Regions from separate parts of the Mus musculus genome. Here region 2 is linked to region 1. Evidence: chromatin contacts called from public Hi-C data. All regions are on one chromosome and are shown on one strand. Each heading gives the region's core, a stretch centred on a gene start, on an enhancer-like site or on the middle of the called end of the contact. The rest is flanking DNA. Distances are from core to core; before and after follow the strand shown.

Region 1 (7,174 bases), core at 947-3,446:
CAGAAACCACCAATTGTGGTATCCTTCTTATAGGTTTTAAGGTTTCTCTTTGATGGCTTCTGTCTGAGTTGTTACTTTGGCAGGGTAGGGTGGAGAGGTACAGGGTTCTCACAGAAGTTTTCTATGTAACTCTTTCATCCATGCTCCATGCTATCACTATAAAGTGTGAGGAAGCTGGTTTTGGAGTGGAATTGATGGCTGCAGACTTAGAATTGAGAGAGACATAGATAGCAGGCTGGTATCAAAATTCTTCTTAATTAATTAATTAATTAATTTTACACTCCAGATTTTACTCCCCTCCCTATCCACCCCTCTGACTGTTCCACATCCCATACCTCTCTCTGGCCCTCTGTCTCCACAAGGATGTTTTCACCACCTACCACCAACCCCACCAGACCTCTAAACTCCCTGTGGCATCCATTTTCTTGAGGGTTAGGTGCATCTTCTCTTACTGAACCCAGACCAGTCATCTGCTGTATATGTGATGGGGTCCTTATAAATCAGCTGGTATATGCTGCCTGGTTGTTGGTCCAGTGTCTGAGAGATCTTGGGGGTCCAATTAATTGAGACTGCTGGTCCTTGTACAGGGTCGCCCTCCTCCTCAGCTTCTTCCAGCTTTTCCCTAATTCAACCATAGGGATCAGCAGCTTCTGTCCATTGGTTGGGTGCAAATACCTACATCTGACTCAGCTGCTTGTTGGGTCTTTTGGAAGGCAGTCATGATAGGTCCCTTTCTGTGGGTGTTCCATAGCCTCAGTAATAGTGTCAAAATTCTTATTCTGAGAATAAATGTTTAATCTTCACATGGGCATAAATCTTCACTCTGAACTTTTCCCTTCACACCAGCAAATACTATTTCAAGACAAGTGCTGGCTTATTTATACATGATAACATAGAGATTGGCACATTTTTGAATGTGAGACTGCTGTGGGACAGCCTAAAACAGATTTCAGTAAAGCAAAATTGTTTTGACAATTGCAATTGGAGATCTCCCTCTCCCTCTCCCTCTCCCTCTCCCTCTCCCTCTCCCTCTCCCTCCCCCTCCCCCTCTCCCTCTCCCTCTCCGTCTCCCTCTCTCCCTCTCTCCCTCTCTCCCTCTCTCCCTCTCCCTCTCTCCCTCTCCCTCTCTCCCTCTCCCTCTCTCCCTCTCCCTCTCCCTCTCCCTCTCCCTCTCCCTCTCCCTCTCCCTCTCCCTCTCCCTCTCCCTCTCCCTCTCCCTCTCCCTCTCCCTCTCCCACACAGAGTTTTACATATTTACATATTTAGCCTCAAACTCACTGTGTAGCTGAGATTGGTTTTGAACTCGTGATTTCCTGCTTCTCCCTTTCAGGTCTCTGTCAACACAGTTCTTACTGTGACCATCTCTTCAGGGATCAGGAAATACAATCTCCTGGGAAATGTATTCATACTTCTCAGTGCTAATTCTCTTTTATCTGCAAAATCTTGACCCTTTAAGACCGCCTTGAACAATAACAACAACAGCAAATAAAATTAGCTTGATAAAGTTACTTCACATTTTATATTCAGGAAATTGAATATAAAAATCTCTGGAGCATAAATGGTTAAAAAGTCAGTTTCCTCTTGTGTTTACATGTCTCAGACATCATTTATTCATTTTCTAGAGGTTCAGAGGATAGGGATAGTTTGCCTGGTATTAAATTTTAGTGTGCCATTCTTTAGTGTGTGTGTTCATTCATGTGTGTTTCTCATATTGAAAAAACCAGAAGATTGAACACCTTCAGGCCCAAGAGCCTCTCTTCCCACTAATGTCCAACAAAGCCATCTCCTGCCACATATGTGGCTAGCACCAGGGCAGGAAGATGGCAGTGGGGGCGGGGGGCACCCTCATAGAGGCAGGGTGAGGGCAGATGGAATAGGAGGTTTCCAAAGGGGAGCCCTGGAAAGGGAAAAACATTTGAAATGTAAATAAAGAAAATATCCAATTTAAAAACAAAACAATATAGGTGGGGTGGAGGTGAAACTTCTCTTTTTGCTTGTTGTTTGTTGTTTTGTTGGTAAAATCTAACCTTTTAAATAAAACATCATTTTTTAAAAAAGCAAAAGAAAAGAAAAAAACAAAAAAAAAAAATGGGCTTCCTTGCCCACCACAGAAAAAATGTAACACAGAACCCTTCCTAAGAGCATGGAAGGCCAAAAGCAGGCAGCATAGATCAGGGTGGTCAGGAACTTTTGTTATTTCCAGAAGGAAACATGAGTCACAGTGTGTGACATTTCAGAGGACTGAATCAGAGCTGTCCAGGAAGTGAGTTCTCCGACAATTTAATTTAGAATCACAATGGAATTTAATTTAATGCCTGCCTTCATAACTGTGCCGTTCTCTAAGATGGCTGCAGATGTAGACATCCTAATTATTTCCCTAAAAGAACAGTAAGTAATTTAAGAGTTGAAGTATTCTAATCCACTTTTCAAGCCTGGAGATTATAATTAATATATATGTTTTGAAAAAGATAAAATAAAGTGGTTAAGAGAAAGAGGGAGGACACTGCTAGAAAATCTATTAATAAAATGAACAAGGATGAAGTTAAATTATAGTGTCTGAAACTTAAAGTATTATTGGCAGCTAAGCTTCTTAATAAACATCAGTGTTTTGTTTGTGGCCATATGTACTTGAGAAAAATCCTTCCACATTCTTAAATTACTCATGGCAGCAAGATTTGGTTTTCTTATGCAAAGGCTCAGTGAAGCTTCAAAGTACTCACAAATGCTGTACATACTATTTCAGAGAATTATAGCTATGACCGAGATCTTGAGGATGAAGAGAAATACTGATTTGAGGATCAGTGGAAGCAGGACACTGTTTGGGGGTAGTATTATGGTTTGCATATGAAATGTCCCTAATGGGCTCCTGTGTTTGAAGAGTTGGTGCCAAGATGCTGATACTATTTGGGGAGTTTGTGGAATCCTTAGGCCATATGGCCTGGCTAGCAGAGCTGGTTACTATGGGCAAGTCTTGAAGGTGTCATAGTTGCTCCTGGCTAAGTTTTCTGCTTTCTGACCTGCCAAGGAATGAAAAATGCATCTCAACAATGAGAAACTGTAGTTTTTATCATTTTCCTTGTGTTTGTGATAAAATACTGTGACAGAAGCAACATAAGAGAGAAAAGGCTTATTTTAGTTGCAGTTAGTGTGAGAGTGCAGTCCATCATAGTGGAGAAGAAATGGTAGCAGGAGCTTGAAGTAGTTAGTTGCATTGGAGTAAAGGAATGCTTGTGTTCAACTGTCTTGGTCTCTCTCTCTCTGTCTCTCTGTATCTGTCTCTGTCTGTTTCTCTCTCTCTCTCTCTCTCTCTCTCTCTCTCTCTCTCTCTCTCTCTCTCTGTGTGTGTGTGTGTGTGTGTGTGTGTGTGTGTGTTTGTGTGTGTGTCTCCTCTTTCTTTTGTAGGTAGCCCAAGCCAGGCCCACTTCTATGATCGGGTCATCCCTCTTCTGTTAATGTAATCAAGTTAATCCATCATAGGTATTGCCAATTCCTCATAGGCATGCACAGAGGCTTGTCTCCTAGGTGAGTGTAGATTCTATCAAGTTGATAATCAATATTAACCATCACATCTGTCTTCCCTGAACTGAGCTAATGTAAATCCTTTCTCCTTCCTTAGCTTCTGTCAGGCATTATGTCATTGCAATGAGAAAATTAACCAATAAAGGTATGAGACACATAGAAGAAATAGAGGCAAGATACCAAGATGGGATGTGTTTCTAGGACTAGTTGGAAACTATCATGATAGTTGAGATAAAATCATTAAAGGGTGATTTCACATTAGAATCAGAGAGTAAAGAAAAACTTTCAAATTATCATTTCAGGGGCTACTACTTCTAATCTCTACTGTATCTTGAAGGCTATGAGGGGGTTGTTAGCATGGCTGTTTCTTGTGCTTGGTTTTCCTCAAAATTAACCACTTGCTCTTATTGCTCTTGGAAATTCTGTCTGGGGAAGTTAAACTGGAAAGACCTTAGGAACATATATGTTCATAGGAAGAAAGAAGAAAGAAGAATGTATGCTTCACTTTGAAAAATTTAGGATGGGGACATACACACACAGATACATGCACACACTCACACACTGTGGCCTCCATGTCCATTTGGGACAGAAAAGGATAACAAGCTCCGTAGTCTTGCTTCTATTACAAACCATTTCTTCTGACCTTATGCAGATATAAAAAGACATTATCACCATCAGGATTCAAAAGAACTTTTAAATTTTTCTCTCTAGTACAGGCTTAAAATGGAGCCAGGATATGTCCCTGGCTGGGACTATGGAGGTGACATTTTGTCCCATACAACTTCTAAATACTTAGCAGACCACACAATTTTTACTTCTGAGATATCCTGGTAGCACCACAGAAAGTATGGTGCATAGACAAAGAAATAGAAAACAACAAGATATTTAATATGGAGGACTAGTTTTAAGTCTCTAGATTGTCCCAATAAATTATGGACTTGGGAAATCCCAGCCTGAACTCCAGTGTGATGATTGCTAGAAGGAAGACCAGGACAGTAGAGTCTCAGAAAAGATTTAGTGCCATTAAGTGCTAGGTGGGAGGAAAAGCCATAATGCTCTGCATTTTACCATATATGTTTTAAGGGCTTTCCTTCTTCTAGACTATTCTTCTCTTCCTTGGCTGTAAGCTGAGTACAACTCAAAGCTACCTCCTGCTCTTCTTGCCTTTTCCCACCACTACTTGAGCTATAACTTTTTCCTTTTTCACTTGAACTAGGTTCTGTAGGTAACAACGACTTCCACGTTATCCTTTAATCTTGCAGATTCATGTTCTTTCCACGATTCTCCACCTGTGTTCACACTCCTTGCTGCTCCACCTGGTCAAATACTGGCTCTTTTGAGAGTCTTTCCCTGATCAATATCCAGTTTCCTTTATTCTGCTTAATTTCTTCCCATAACACTTAAAACAAATGTCTGTAATTAGTTACTTGAAGGTTTAAAAAATGTAGTTCATAGTAACTTTTAGATCTGCAGGTCTAAAGATGCAAACAATATATTCCTAATCCAGTTTCTCCTACTGTTGGTGAATTGGGTTGCTATGGTGCATTTGATAGAAACATGGACCCAAGACTGATATACTACTAAGTAATCTTAGTACTTTATTCAAATTGACTTAGCATTCCTTGTCTATTCTATGGGCCCATCAAGATTTCCACATAACATCAAATATAATTCCTTAGTTTCTTATCTTTTGCCTCAAGTCAGAGTCTTACTATGTAACTTTTGCTGGCTAAGAACTCTCTATGTAGATCAGGTTAGCCTCAAACTCAGAGAGATCTACCTGCTTCTGATTTCCAAGTGCTGGGTTTAAAGGTAGGTACCACTATTCCTGGCCCTTAGTTTTATCTTATTTGTGACTGTTTCTCAGATTTTGTGTTGTTTTGATGACAATTTTGAGAGACAGTTGTGGTATGTTTCTCATATCGGGTTTTCTTGGATACACCAGGGTATGTGATTTTGGAAGGAAAATATACAGAAGCCAGGTGCCATTCTTCTCACATTGCATCAAGAGCTCAAACTACTAAATGATCTATTGCTGCTGATGTTCACTTTGATTAGTAAGGCAGTGTTTGTAAAGTCTTTCTCCTAGAAAGTCCTCTGCCCCCACTCTTTTGTATTTACTTTCTTCTTTGTGCTCTGGAAATAATTCACTTCAAAGTAAAAGGGTATAGAGTTGAATTCTTCTTCCTTATGAAATAAGTTTAGAGAAGAAGGGGGAAGAGGAGGAAATTTATATTTGCGTGTGTGTGTGTGTGTGTGTGTGTGTGTGTGTGTGGTGTATGTGTGTCTTTGAAACAGAATCTCACTATATGTTCTCAGATAACCTGGAACTTTCTATCTAGACCAAACTGGACTCAAATGTACCTGCCTCTGCTTCCTACATGCTGGAGTCTAAAGGAATGTGCTACTGTGCCTTGATGGACAGAGATTTTTGATTGTTTGATTTCCTGTTGTATCCTAAGTCCATAGGGAAGTTTTGGACACAGAATATATGCTCAGTAAATATACTTATGGAACGAGTGAAAGTCTTTACTTTTGCTCTTCCTCTCTCCCTTATTATTATCCATAGTAAAGTTAATAAAAGCATGTAGGAGTATATATGTGTCAGGCCTATGTGTAGGTCTAAGTCACCATCTCTTCAAAAGGATAGGTTATGTATTGCACTCTGATAGAAGAAGGATTCCATGTGTAGAACTCTACTCTAGTACATTCAACTATTTGTTTTTTATAGTTGTTTCCTTAACTCTGTCCATGTTCCTTTGATAGAATTTTAACTATATAAAGATTTTATACATTCCACCTTTAGGAAACTTGGAGAGAAATGGCTGGATATGTACAGTTTCATTAAGCATATTTTAGTTTTCTTATGCTGCTAACTAGAAAGTAGTTTTATTTTACTGTTTGATTTCATTTATTTTATGTTTCCTATAATAGAACAGGGAAAAACTATCTATCTATCTATCTATCTATCTATCTATCTATCTATCTATCTCACATACAAATCAGTGTGTGCCCATCTGGGGCTATGTAGCTCCCATCTTCTTGTAGTTTTCTTGTAGTTCCAGAATTTAAACCCTCAAAACATCTCAAGAGCTATAGAAATATAGACAAGAAGAGCTCTACAAAGGTCATTCTTGAAGGCATGCTCTTCAAACTTTAGAATGCATACAAATCACCTGGAAGGCTTTTAGAAAAACATTGCTTTTCATTACCCCCAAGTTACCTGATTCAATATCTTTGGTATGAGGTCTATGAATTTATATTTCTAATAACTTTCCATGTGATGGTGATCATGTTAGTCTGAACATCACATCATTATTTTAAGCAAAAGAATTGACTTGCTTAAATTGGCAATAAAGGCCTTGACAGAAACAAAGGTGACATAAAAATATTGTGTAGATAACCTCAAACAAAGATCATAGGGGGAGAAACACATCTATGATAAGCAAATCAAATATTTAAAGAAGCTGAACATCGAACTTGAAAGAAGCTCCATTGGGCAAAGACAAAACAATCTAACTTTCAAAAAGACTAGTCATTAAAATAAAAAACAAATGTATTTAAATCAGTAGTTCCTAGTATATTAAAGACCTTTTAGTCACTATCAGGATATAATAAAGGAAGGAAACCATGTGTTTATCTTGATTTTAGCACA
Region 2 (6,965 bases), core at 2,750-5,249, 77 kb before region 1:
AAATGTAGCTCTTCTGAGGTACAGGGTGGAAATGTCTCTAATGAAGGCCAGGCTAAGGTTTCATTTTAAAGCATATCCCCTTATTTCCATGAAAAAAAAAATTGATTTCCTGAAGTAACTATGTGTTCTTCTCGAGACTTTGACCTTGCTTTTAATGTTATTGAGATTTTTCTGCTTTCAACATTTTTAAAAATGGATAAAATATTTTTTTAAAAAAGATAATCCATTGGTACCCCCCACAACACACACACACACAAAACACTAGAGTTCTTAACTAAGAAAATGGGTAGCCATGCTTTGCTGCTTGCATTCATAGTTCTGAATACCTGCATACAAAATCATCTCCAAATCTGAACTATTTATTTTGTAAGAGGCCCAGGCTTGTGGAACAAGTGTGCTTGTGTTTTCAGTTTACTTTGCCCCTTGGTAGTCGAATGAGTCTGTTAGTTTCTCTAAATCACAGAGCCTGGATAGTGAGTTATGTCACCTTATACTTGGACCTGCATAAAAAGTACATTAGGGAACCTGGAGTAATGGTTCTCTAGTCACTTGTATTCTGCAAACACTTTCAGCTTAGTTCCAGGTCTATGTGTTTGTGGTAAAATGTATATGACTGTTGGCATAGCAGATTAACTAAAATAACAAAAAAGAAAAAAGAAAAAAATTGACTACCATTCATTGTACATTTAGTGTGTTTTGGGTAGCTGCTATTGTAGGTAGTCAAATGACATTGATCTGTGGGATCCTCATATCAAGCTGTTGGTACTATTGTTTTGTGTCTATTTCATAGATAAGAGTCCTAAAGCACAGAGAAACAGAGGGACTTACTTTGGGCCACTTGTCTGTTGTAGAAACAAAATCTGAATCCAAATAGGCTGTTGGCAGAACAGATGGGAGTAATTTGGGTCCAAAGGCAGAGTAAAAGTTGGCTGAAGCCAAAAGTTTCAGTAGTGATCATCTCAATTCTGTTGTAGAAAGTGTAACATCTTACAGACCCGGGCATGTCAATACTTAAATACACATTTGACTTTTTCTGCTTCTTATTTCACAAATCAGTGGGAACCGTCTTAGTCACTGGTATTTTATGAGTTTGAATTAGGCCACTGAAATCCAGGAGGGGGAATTCCTTGTTTTCAGTTGATCTAAAGCACTAATGAATTTACTCATCTAACTTCCCCTATTTTTTCCTCTCAAGTTTTCACTTGAAGGTGGGGGTGGAGGGAAGAAGTATATGAGCACTTCAATCGTTGGGTGAACTTTTGGCAGAAAGGTACAGGGAGTAGGGGATCTGTATTTATGAATATATGTTTATGAATATATGTTTCCTTTGCCTCCATCTAGTTCTGAAGGCTTTCTATAGGAACAGCTTAGAAGCAACCACCAGTGCCCATGAAAAAACAAAACTTTCTGTTTGTTCCAGGAGTTTAGTTTCATATTATGGAAATGCAGCTGGAAGGTTGATAACTTCCTCTCTCTGTAAATGCTAAGAATTCAGTGTAGAAGGCAGGTGAAGGCAGCCCACCCAAGGCCATGGATTTAAAGGACTTGGAAATCTCTAAAATGTTTCATTGTTCTTGAACTGATCCTACCTCTAAGAGGACATGCTAATAAGGCTTCCCTTCATTCCATCATTTTTTCTGTTCATTCATTCATCCTTATTTTCTCTTATTCAAGCTCTTCCTGGAGACAGAAGAAAGACAGAAAGAAAGGGATCGACTAATAGTCTATAAAATGGGGTTGGAGAGAGGAGTAGCTGTAAGCTATAAACTTACTTTGTCCCTTTTCCCTCAGTAAAGGTTTTTTGTTTGATACTTGTCATTCGGGAGCCACTATACCTCTCACAGACAGACACACAATATTTAAACATTTTCTGTCAATCAGATTCCTTGCTTAAATGGAGAAAAAAAGACTTGTGAGGGAAATCTATGCAGCAAAAATGGCTGGATGGATACACTGACTTCCTTCTTTTATGGCTAAATTATAAATATGATTTCATACCACTTAAACTTTCAAATCATTTCTATACAGAAAAGTAAATGTTAACAGAAGCCTCCCTAAAGATATCTTTAGAAAATAGTTTAAATAAAAAGAATTCTCAGAAGAAAGAGAACTGCAATGGACACATGAAGATGGATTATTTAGGAATCTGCTTTCCATAGTAAAATGCTTCTAGAAGGTAGGCGGTAGTTACTAACTAGAAGAAGAGGGATATTTCCAAGGATATGTGTGATAGGTAATCTAAAGAGGCAAACCCCCATTACACTGTATAAACCCAGGGTGGGTACAAATTGTAGGAGGCTTTCCTTTGGTAAAGTGATGGTTTCATGATTCTAGTTATGATGATTATTATGAAGCTTCTAGTAAACAAAGACAAAGGAGCTCAATGTAGGTAGTTCTTCCTCTCCTGTGTATTCAGAGAGGTGAAGAGCTTGACTATTTAATGGTGCCATGTTTTTAGTTATGTTTACCTGTAATTCTCTTCTCATGCAGCATGTCTTTGAGCATTTTGTTTATAACTTGAATCAGCTTAGGTTTTTCATTATGTTCTATATTCAGTTCTCTCTAATATATATATATATATATATATATATATATGTGTGTGTGTGTGTGTGTGTGTGTGTGTGTGTGTGTGTGTGTGTATTTAAACATATGTATTTAAACATAATTATGTTTCTCACAATTTAGGAATTGTTAAAGCATACTGACTACAACTGGAGACAAAAATGGAACCTAAGAAAATAAAATCACTTGGGAAGGATGTGAATTCATATATCTTTTCTCTTAAAGTTGTTTTGAAAAGTAAGTACTTGCCATTCCTAATTGTTTTTGTTTTGCTTTTTTTTTTTGTAATCTGATACTGAAAGCGTTGATTTGTGCATAAAGTATATATAGTTACTGCCATCTGGGAGTTTGCATTTTAAGTGACATGGCATGGGTAAGAACAGACATAAAACATATACACACCATTATATAGACAACTAGACTAGATCTAGCCTGACAACAAATGGAGCTTGATATTCATAGATCTTACCTGAGTGGATGTTATTTCATGATATCTGAACCCTTGTCCAAACTCTATATCATCTGGCCTGACTAGCTAGTGATGTATTCCTGTTAACCTTTATATTCTTGTTTAGCAAGAGTCCCATCTGCATAAAAGAGTTACTTCTTTTGTCATTTTGGTTTGGTTCAGCTGGGAGGGATAGCATCATTGCTTCAGGCTGAAATGGACTAATCTGTTTCACTTGTGGGTAAGGAGAAACGAATACTTTGAGAACAGTGTGGCGTGGGGGAGAAAGGACACAATTGCTGCCTTTCATCCTTCCCTGCCCTGGCTCAGGATCCCAGTGTGGAAATGGGGATGCTTAGGACTTAATGAGCACATTTATTTCCTTGGATGAGTTGCATAGGGAACCAAAAGGAAGATGAAGAAATGGACATGTAGGAAGTAGGGAAGTCCTAGGGGAGTGAAGAACCCGTTGCTTTCAAGCCCAGGTGTCAGCCCTTTATTCTCCCTGGTGGCTGGGACATGCTGCCCCACCCCTGCTTCCATCCTATGAATCAAGTGACTGCTTAGAACTGAGCACCACTTTGCTGAGTAACTGAGGAGAGTGAGGAATTCAAGAATGGCCTTTTAAGGCACCATTTTGTATGAATCATCCTGCGTACATCTCTCTACTGAATCTACTTCTAGAAATAGAGAGCTACCTTCTTGTCTTGAAGACAACAGCACACATTGTCTGTAAGCATTGTGTTGTGCTCACTCCTTCCTCCGAGGCCTAATCTCCTGTCCTTGGTCCTTCTTGTATGTTCCCTGAAATTTCCCTCTCCTGCCATGTAAATCCAGACAACTTTCTGCCTGCATTCTATTTCTGCCTTTGAATTGAGTCTCTTCGAAACAATTGTGTGGTGGCTGGGCACTGCAAAATGAGTCAGTTCCTACAGTTTGGTTACAAGTTCTCAAAAAGTATTTCAGAATGTGGATGTGGTCAGCAGAGTCATTTTCCAGGCATCTAAAAGGAAACCCACATCAACTGTAACAATTGAGCTCTGACCGGATGGTGCCATACAACAGAACCAAGGCCTATTTTCTCTTAGAGCAATGCCTAGAGCCATACACGAATTTATCTGCTCCTAGCACATCTTCAATGGAAAGTCTTGTTCTTGTTTGCAGGTCACATTTTATTTGCCACCATTTGAAAAACAATGTGACACAGGTTTTAACCTTATTTACTTTTGGATGTTGGTCTGAATTTGAAAAATTATTAATTATTTTTATAAACTAGAATCAGTGAGACTAGAGTATGATTAGTAGATGACTTGAAGTATGACTTATGGATGAAAAGTGGGTAATTTTTCTGAGGAATAACCAAGGGGCACTTTTAGATATCATGTAGTACATAGGATTACCTCATTTCCTAATTATGTTCTGGATCTTTCAGCGTTGGTCATATAAATAATTAAATTCTTTTCAAGCTTTGAAGATGTTTCAAGCTCATCAACAACAGAATATTTTAGCTTAGCATGGGCTTTAGAAAAATCTTTTGTGGCTATTTACTTACTTGTGTACCATAAGTTCTGTAAAATCTGATTGAGCTGGTCTTCAACCATTCATGAAAGCTGATGACATTTTCAATAATAAAAAAAAAAGCAAGATTAAAACATGAGCAAAGGGTCTCCACAGATCCTTCACAGAAGAAGATACCCATATTGGAGATAAGTGCATGAAGGTGTTCTACATCATTATTCATTGGGGAAATATAAGTAATAACTACATACTGTTTGAATGGCTGAAATGTAAAAAGACTGACCAGCAAGTAGAAGTTGAAGATGCAGAGATTTGGGGCTCTCGGTGACATTTAGGAAGAAATGTGAAATGGTAGAAACAATTTAGAAGACAATTTAGCAATTTCATAAAATGTCAGACACATACTTACCATGTGACCCAGATGTCCTATTTAGAGAGACAAGAAAGCAATGTTGTATGTGAATGCCCATAGCAATTTTATTAGTTATAGTCAAAAACTAGAAAAGCACAAATGTCCAACTGCAAGTTAATGGGTGAACAAATCAACAGTGTACCTCAATGGATACTGCTCAGTAATGTAATATGTTACTACTTTAAATAAAAGGAAGAGCCCTTACTTATGAGAAGATACTCTATGTAATTCTGCTTACATCAATTTCTAGAAACGCTTTGTGGAAATTGCAGGAGTGATTGTATGAAGTGGCAAACAGAGGGGTGGGTAGCAAGAGGTCAGGGTTGCAAAAGGGCAAAAGGAAAGCATATCTAGTCAATAATTTCACTTTATTATTTATGTCGATGTTTCATGGGTGATTCTGTTTTGCAAACTTCCCAATCATCTAATTTAATTATGTGTGGTTTATTGTGAGTTGGTTATTTCTCAGTTTTAGAAAAATCGGAAGAAAACAAGATATCATTGTTACAGTAGATAGAGGGTTTGAAAATGTCCCTATTTGGCAAAATCAAGATTATCCTGTCTTTGGAAAGTAAAACTTGTTAGAGTTTTAATGGTTTGAGTATTGAAATACCGAACTTCTAGTGTAGAAGACCAACCAAAGTTGAACAGTGAATATAATCTGTAACTGTCCTATCTCTCACTACTCCTTGTCATTTAAATTCATTTTCAGGAAGTGTTTCTTTCCCCCAACACTGGTGGGACAGCCATCTGCTGGCTTTATAAACATGAACTTAGCCACCACTGTAGGGCTTGCATGCAGCAAGGCTGCAGCTTCTGAAGCTAGCCTGAGGTTATATGGTACCTATCTCATTGTGTACAAGCCTTTCCTTGCTCACATGGATCAGAATTGTTTCCTTTTGTTTGAAGAGTAAAGGGGCTCAGAAAGGCCAAGCTGTTTCCTGAATCACAGGAACCCTTGTGTTTCTTTCTCTGGTCAGAATTGTCTCCATTCTCTCTAGCTACTTGCTACATACACCTTGCTACTTTCCCAAACTTGTATCAGTGACTATTTGACCAAGACTCTTAGCTCACTGATCTTTAAGAGTTCTTTTTATATATGTAAAACCCTAAAAAAAGACCCCCATGTAAGCCTCAGTTTCCCCATCTATAAACAGATAATACCACAAGTGCTTAGTTTTCAAAGGTTCTTATAAGATTCAGAGACTCAGAGAAAGCCCAGCTCTATGTACATCAGCATTGCCTGTGTAATTATCCACATCAGTCTGTATTACTGGAACAGTACTGAGTAGAGACTAGAGTGGACCCTCTGGGACATTGAAAGTGAGGGACATTGAAATGGTAGTCTAATTCCATGTGGTACCCTATGGCTTTATTCAAAACTGGAATATAACACAGTGAATAAAATCCTGTAATTATTTCTAGCTCTTTCTAAAGGGATACTAAATAATAAATAATTGGCTGACAATGACTCACAAAGCCATAGGTGAAGGCAGGTACTGTTGAGTTTTTCTCCTGGAAAATTGGTCCATGTATTGGTATACTCCTTTCTCACCTGGCGTATGTTGATAGCATATTTCTTCTTCAGGTACCTGTCACTTTCAGTGTCCCTCACTATCTCTTTTAGTTTTTCTCCTATTTGGTTTTGAGGAAATTGCCTCCAGAGAACTTCTTACATAATTTGCTACCCAAACTTGTTGATGCTCATGTGATAAACTATACAGGGACCAAGTATAGCCTCCAGTACTCTGAGATGGTACTTAACAAACATGTATTGAGGGAGTATATGAAGAGTTCTGTGGGCAAGCAAATTTAAGACTCTGAGAGGAAAAAAAATAGTCTGCCTGTCTGCTAGGTTTTTCAGAACCTTTTATGTTTAGAGGGAAATAATGCTGTGTGCAATTTTTTTCATATGTAGTAAAGTCAAAAAACTGTGGGGTTGTTTGTGTTTGTGTTTGTTTTGTGGCTTGTATCCTGGTTTAGGGCTCCAGTAGAAACACTGTTTTGTAGCTTCTTTGGTGTACT

The links. Hi-C and Micro-C count contacts between places; a contact is called where the count stands out from the background.
Region 2: a contact with region 1 is called in a Hi-C map of tail fibroblasts, with 2.8 times the contacts expected there. The contact joins two enhancer-like sites. A contact is called at or near these places in 1 of 39 promoter capture datasets (liver), 4 of 484 Hi-C or Micro-C datasets (the C2C12 cell line, bone marrow-derived macrophages, embryonic fibroblasts and 1 more) and 2 of 115 datasets of contacts at active chromatin or transcription factors (CD8 T cells and embryonic stem cells).

The regions. Positions count from the first base shown.
Region 1 is chrX:19,075,278-19,082,451 of GRCm38.p6, reverse strand. No RefSeq gene overlaps it. Among named protein-coding and RNA genes, the nearest start is that of Mir221, 68 kb to the left of the region's middle. Within about 2 kb of position 2,196, at least 26 of the 459 cell types and tissues checked have an H3K27ac peak or open chromatin away from gene starts, as enhancers often do. A contact at or near this core is called in the C2C12 cell line, bone marrow-derived macrophages, embryonic fibroblasts and 1 more, where this site is marked.
Region 2 is chrX:19,154,650-19,161,614 of GRCm38.p6, reverse strand. Gm14636 (predicted gene 14636) reads left to right here. Exons shown (of 5, transcript NR_168020.1): 5 at 2,686-5,144. Among named protein-coding and RNA genes, the nearest start is that of Mir222, 11 kb to the right of the region's middle. Within about 2 kb of position 3,999, at least 86 of the 459 cell types and tissues checked have an H3K27ac peak or open chromatin away from gene starts, as enhancers often do. A contact at or near this core is called in the C2C12 cell line, bone marrow-derived macrophages, embryonic fibroblasts and 1 more, where this site is marked.